Linked DNA regions of Sus scrofa: region 2 is linked to region 1. Evidence: chromatin contacts called from public HiChIP or PLAC-seq data. All regions are on one chromosome and are shown on one strand. The core of a region is the stretch at or near the end of the contact, and the rest is flanking DNA. Distances in the headings are between cores, read along the strand shown.

Region 1 (2,700 bases), core at 123-2,622:
AATAAAAAATAAAGTCAATCCCTCAAAAATAAGTAATAACTCGGATTTAAATTCCAAACAAAACACAAATAAAATAAACCTCACAATAATTGATCCATTTTGCAGATAAGAAAACTGAGGGTTAAAAAGACGAAGTGCCACTTAACCACTACGTGGCCAGGCTGGGATTCTGCCTGACCCCCTAAAGCCGCACTTTCACTCACTGTGCCTCACGGGTGTCAGAAGCGCAGGGAGGAAGGGAATCCTCTCTGAGAGAAAAGTGGACCAGATTATGAGAGAGTCTATCCAGGAGTTCCCACTATGGCTCAGCCTGACTAGCATCGATGAGGACACAGGTTTGATACTGGCCTCGCTCAGTGGATTAAGGATCCGGCGTTGCCGTGAGCTCTGGTGTAGGTCACAGACGCTGCTCAGATTCTGCATTGCTGTGGCCGTGGCATAGGCCAGAGGCTACAGCTCTGATTCGACCCCTAGCCTGGGAACCTACATATGCCACAAGTGCAGGTGCAGCCCTAAAAAGACAAAAATAAATAAGTAAATAAACAAGAAAGTCTAGCCAAAGGGGGGCTTTACTCATTGAGTCAGTGGAACACAGGGAGGTGAGAAGGAAACTCCCAAGCTTCCCAACTAATCTTCCTCCTGCATTCTAGATACCTTCTCAAGTCTCAGTTACTTGGGGCTAAAGAAACAGTGTTTGGAGTGGGGAGCAAAAGCAAAGATAGAAGGAAAGATGGCAGGAAGGGGCCCACACCCAGATATCTCCTTCTAGAGACTCTTGGCCACCCAATCCACTGTCTCCCACATGCCCCCGATGAGCCACACACTCTAGATGCCCCATCTCACTCCACCCTGAGAGGTAGGCATTACCGCCCATCTTACAGAAGAGGAGACAGAGGCTCAGCAAGGTTCAGTAACTGGTCCATGGTTACAAAGCCAGTTGAGTGGCAGGTCTGGGATTCAAATCCAGACAGGCCTGGCTCCCAAGCCCATGGTATGCCACACTGTTTCTCAAAGTCAAGGTGCCAGTTCCCCACCCTCATTACCTGTAGCCGGGAAAAGGATGGCCTGGGAGACATCCTCCTCCTCGGGCTCAGAGCCCCTGCGCATGAAGCCCCCCACAGCATGTCTTCGGGGCAGACGCCTGACTCCAGGATCCCCACCTTCCCCAGTCACTGCCGGGGGTCCCAAGGCATCCAGGAACAGAGCCCTCACCTTGGCCAGGACAAGCTCCCGGTCCAGCTCCGGGCCCTGGCAGCCATGCCCACTCCGTGGGGCCAACAGCAAGAGGAGCAGCTGAGGCCACATAGCTCACCTGGCCCTGCCAACGGTGAACCCACACCCAGCCCTGTGCCCCTTCTGTCAGGGTCTGCCCAGGGCCTCCCCAATCTCCCCTCCCCATCCCACCAGCCGCCCTCTTCTACCTTTCTCACCCCAGTCTTCCCAGCCCTTCCCACGCCCTGCAGTCCGAGTTGCCCCTGCCCATGGCATTGAGACCTCCTATCTCTGACGCAGATGTCTGTGGCCCTGAGCCTTATCTCCCACTCCCGCCAGGAATGTGGGGGTGGGGGGGGCGGGTGAGGCTTTTCACCCCGAGTGACCTGACCCACACACACAACTCCCTGCCCCCCCCCCCAACACACACACAAAGTTACAACCCAGCATCCAGCACAGAGGTGACATCAGGTGGGACAGGAGTCTGGAAGCTGGGGTCTGCCAATTCCTAACAAAGTTATTTGTCAGGAAGACAGGACAAGCCAGGCCCTCGGACCTTCAGGGTCTCCTTTCAACCAAGCAGCTGCTGGGCCAGTCCTGGGGGGAAGGGCTGGGGCATGAGCTAGAACTGGGGGTAGGGTGGGGGGCAGGTGGTCCCCCCTGCTCTATACTTAGCCTGGAGGAGCCTGTCTGGGCTCTTGTCCTCCAGCTGTGTCATCAGAGAATATTTTTGGGATTGGCAGCTGCAGGCGCCTCTGCCACTCAGGCCCAAGCCTGGCGGGCGGTTGGGGACCTGGCGGCTGGAGGTGGGAGGGAGGAGGGGAAGGGGCCCTGGCTGTGGGAGGGGACTGGGAAGACTGGCTCTCCGGAGCAGGAAGCCAGGCCGCAGGCAAAGGAGGCTGCGGGGCCCCTCGCTGGAGAGGCAAACAGGAAGGACTGCCCCCTGAGCCCTGGGTCCCCGGCCCGGGAATCGCCGCCACCGCAGAGCCGCAGCTCCCGGCCGAGGGTAAGGAGACGAGCCGGGAGCGGGCGGCCAGGGGAGAGTTCCGCGGGCCCCGTCACCCGGTCCCAGGCGAGCCCCGCCTCCCGGGCTCCCGCGGCCGCGATGAAGGCGGGCTCGGGGGATCAGGGGAGCCCCCCGTGCTTCCTGCGCTTCCCGCGGCCCGTGCGGGTGCTAAGCGGCGCGGAGGCCGAGCTCAAGTGCGTGGTGCTGGGGGAGCCGCCGCCCACTGTCGTGTGGGAGAAGGGCGGGCAGCCCCTGGCGGCCTCGGAGCGCCTGAGCTTCCCGGCGGACGGCGCCGAGCACGGCCTGCTGCTGAGCGGCGCGCTGCCCACCGACGCGGGGGTTTACGTGTGCCGCGCCCGCAACGCGGCTGGAGAGGCCTATGCAGCGGCTGCCGTCACCGTGCTGGAGCCGCCGGCTCCCGAGCCCGAGCCCCAGCCCGCCGAGCGCCCGCTGCCGCCGCCCGGGGCCGGAGAGGGCGCCCC
Region 2 (2,941 bases), core at 197-2,696, 48 kb before region 1:
CAGGGGGTCGGGGGATGAGAGGATACAGCAAGGAAGGGAAAGGGAGAGTCGCAGAGCTCAGGAGGGGAGAGGAGGTGGCAGAGAGAAGAGAACAGAGGTGGCAGAGTGTGACAGCCTTGGGACGATGAAGGTCACCAAGAGAGTCCTCAGGCCCATCTCCCTACCTCTCCCCTGTGTCTCGGGCCCCCGCTCCCCTGACAGGCAGACAGGTGATGGGTGAGTGAGGCAGGATGACTTAACATGGCATGGTGGCCCAGCACAGCGTCCAGCACAGCGTCCAGCATAAGATGGCACCGGGTGACCAAGCCAGTGGTGAGCACGGTGATGGTGGCAATGAAGATGATGGTGGTGAGGCGGCCACGCTAGGGGTCCCCAGGCTACCCACACTCAAAGTCCCGCTCGCTGTAGCTGCGGCTGGGCTTCTCAGGGTCCCAGGCCGGAGGCTTGCTGATGAGGTCCCCAAACCTGCTCACGGCCAAGGTCTTCCCCAAGTCATCATCCTCCTCCTCCATGTCTGGACTCAGAGGGGGCTCCTCCAAGGGCACCCGGACCTGCAGACTCAGACAGCTTTCCTAAGCACCCTTGACCCATGATCACCCCACACCCACCCCAATTCAAGCCCCGGCAGATTCCATCTTCCATTCCCTGTGGCCCAAGAAGGGGTCAACCTCCCAGGCTTCTTGGGTTTCCCAGGAAGAGAAGGGGCAACAGCTCCGAAAAATAACCTGTAAGACCCCCTCTTTCCCCATATCCCAAGCCTAGCTCCATCCCTGTGTCTGGGGTCCCAGGACTGATCAGAAGACACCCCCCCCACCCCGCCCCGCTTCCTCCTTGAGGTCCCTCCCCCTCCTCCGACCCTGCGAGCCTCAGTCACCTGGGGTAGGGGGAGGCGCCCCCGGGCGGCGGGATCACTCCGTTGGCCATGTCCGGAGAGGTGGCTTGGAAGGCTCTGACTCACTGAACGACCCGTGGCCCGGGTGAGAAGAAGGGGGCGCTGCGGGGACCTAGTGGGAAACCCTGGAGAGGGAAGGCGGGGTCAGAAGCCTCGCGCCGCCGCCCCCACCCCCTCCCCGGAGCCCGATGCCCGATGCCCGATGCCCCTCCAGCCCGCCCGAGCACCCTTAGAGGCCCCGCTACGCCCGAAACACCCAGGGCCCAGCCCGGGCCGCCGCGCGCCGCCCCGCCCTGCGGTACCTCTGGGCTCCGGGCCTGCCGGGCCCGGGCCGGCCGCCGCGCCCCATCTCCCTCCTGCGCTCGCTCCGGGGCCTGTCGCCGCGCAGGGTGGACGGCCGGGAGGCGCCCGCGGCCGCGGAGAGCCTGGCGGGCCGGGCGGACGCAGGCGCCGGAGCCCGCAGCCCCGCGGCTCCACCTCCTCGCGCTCAGCTCTGCAGCTCCGCCGCCGCCGCCGCCGCCGCCGCCGCGGGGCCGCACAATGGGAGCGGGCGGGCGGTGACTCACCCCGCACCCGCCGGCCCGGCCCCCACGCGCGGGCCCCCGCAGGACCCCACCTGCTCCCCCAGCCCCTTCTCCCGCACCCCACGCGTTGCCGGGGGCGGGGGCGCCGCTCCCCACGCCCACAATCCCGAGATTCACGCACCACCTTGCTTTTCGCCTCCTCTCCCTGCAAGAGCCCTGGAAGCGACCCCTCCGCAGACGCCAGCCCCTCCAACGTCGGAAACTGAGCTTCGCAGAGCCGGGGAAGCACCCACCACCTGTTCTGTCGATCCCGACAGAGCCCCAGATGCCGGCCTTCTGCCACTAGGCACCGCCCAACGTTTGACCTTGGCAGTTACCTCCCCTCCCTGGGCCTCGGTTTCCCCTTCGTAGCCAGCGGGGCCTGGGCATCGGAGTGTTCGAAAGTTCCGTCGAGCTGTAGGATTCTGTGGCTCAGTTTCCAGACCCCCTCTCTCCCTCTTCCACTCCCTGAGGTCACAGCCCCTTTTCCAAGCGGAAAGGTCTTTGAAAGGAAGGACTGAATCCCAGTTTGACCCTCTGGGGTCTGGCTGAAACCGGACACCTAGCACAATGCCGTGTCCCTAACAGTCCCTCCATGATATTTGTTGAAGCCACGTCCCTGAATCCTTAGGCGAACTTAGGAGGATGTGGGGGGAGAACCCAGGATGCAGCTGAAGACAGGGAGGGTGGAACTGGCCAGGCCCAGGAGAGGGAAACCAAGCCTGCCCCAGGCACAGGGTGATGGACTCTGTGTGGGGGAAGAGGTTTAACCCTGTGACCTTGGAAATGTAATTTACCCTCTCCCGGCCCTGCCCTCACCTGGGTCTCAGCTCAACCCAAAGGCACATTTTTCTTTGCCTCTCTTATGACTACATCATTTCTCACCGTCTCCATCCTTGAATCCTAGAATTAACAACCACAATCATTTCATTACCTTAAATTTAGATACAAACCCCTCGGATATTTGTATTCTCATGAGCACACAACAGCCCTCCTCGGCATAGAGCATCTTGATCATATTTGACAGGTGAGAAAAACAAGGTTCCGAAAGTTTAAATGACTTGCCCAATGTCCAAGGCTTGTGGGAAGGCGGCATGGCTGAGAATCAAACCCAAGGGCTTCTGGCTTCATGTCTAATGTTTATCTGCATGTGCTACAGGGACCCCCCCCACCCCCCCACCTTGGTTGCCTGCCCACTGCTGTGAAACCTTCCCTGCCATGAGCACAGGCTGAAACATACGCCTCACTTCCCAGGTGAACTTTTTAAGGAGACTGCATCTTTGCTACTATAGAAGCCATACAGGGGCGTGATCAGGCAGTGCAAGCACATAGCCCAGCTCTGCCATTGATAACTGCATGACCTTGAACAAGTTATTTACTCTCTATGAGCCTCAGATTCCCCATCTGCAAAATGGCAACAATAGCAGGGTTATTGAGAGGATGACAAGAGTTCATCTGTGTGAAGCACTTGGAAGAGTATCTGGCA

What was found. HiChIP or PLAC-seq counts read pairs in DNA pulled down with a chosen protein or histone mark.
Region 2: a contact with region 1 is called in an H3K27ac HiChIP or PLAC-seq map of skeletal muscle. The contact joins the promoter of SLC4A3 here to the promoter of INHA in region 1. A contact is called at or near these places in 3 of 5 promoter capture datasets (fetal liver, fetal skeletal muscle and liver), 15 of 47 Hi-C or Micro-C datasets (alveolar macrophages, brain, embryonic fibroblasts and 7 more) and 1 of 2 datasets of contacts at active chromatin or transcription factors (skeletal muscle).

The regions. Positions count from the first base shown.
Region 1 is chr15:121,580,649-121,583,348 of Sscrofa11.1, reverse strand. INHA (inhibin alpha subunit) reads right to left here and starts at 1,372. Exons shown (of 2, transcript NM_214189.1): 1 at 1,044-1,372. The coding sequence starts at 1,305. It overlaps OBSL1 (obscurin-like protein 1), which reads left to right and starts at 2,035. Exons shown (of 20, transcript XM_021076303.1): 1 at 2,035-2,700. The coding sequence starts at 2,318.
Region 2 is chr15:121,628,299-121,631,239 of Sscrofa11.1, reverse strand. It overlaps SLC4A3 (anion exchange protein 3), which reads right to left and starts at 1,446. Exons shown (of 25, transcript XM_021075196.1): 1 at 1,195-1,446; 2 at 875-1,017; 3 at 386-551. The coding sequence starts at 512.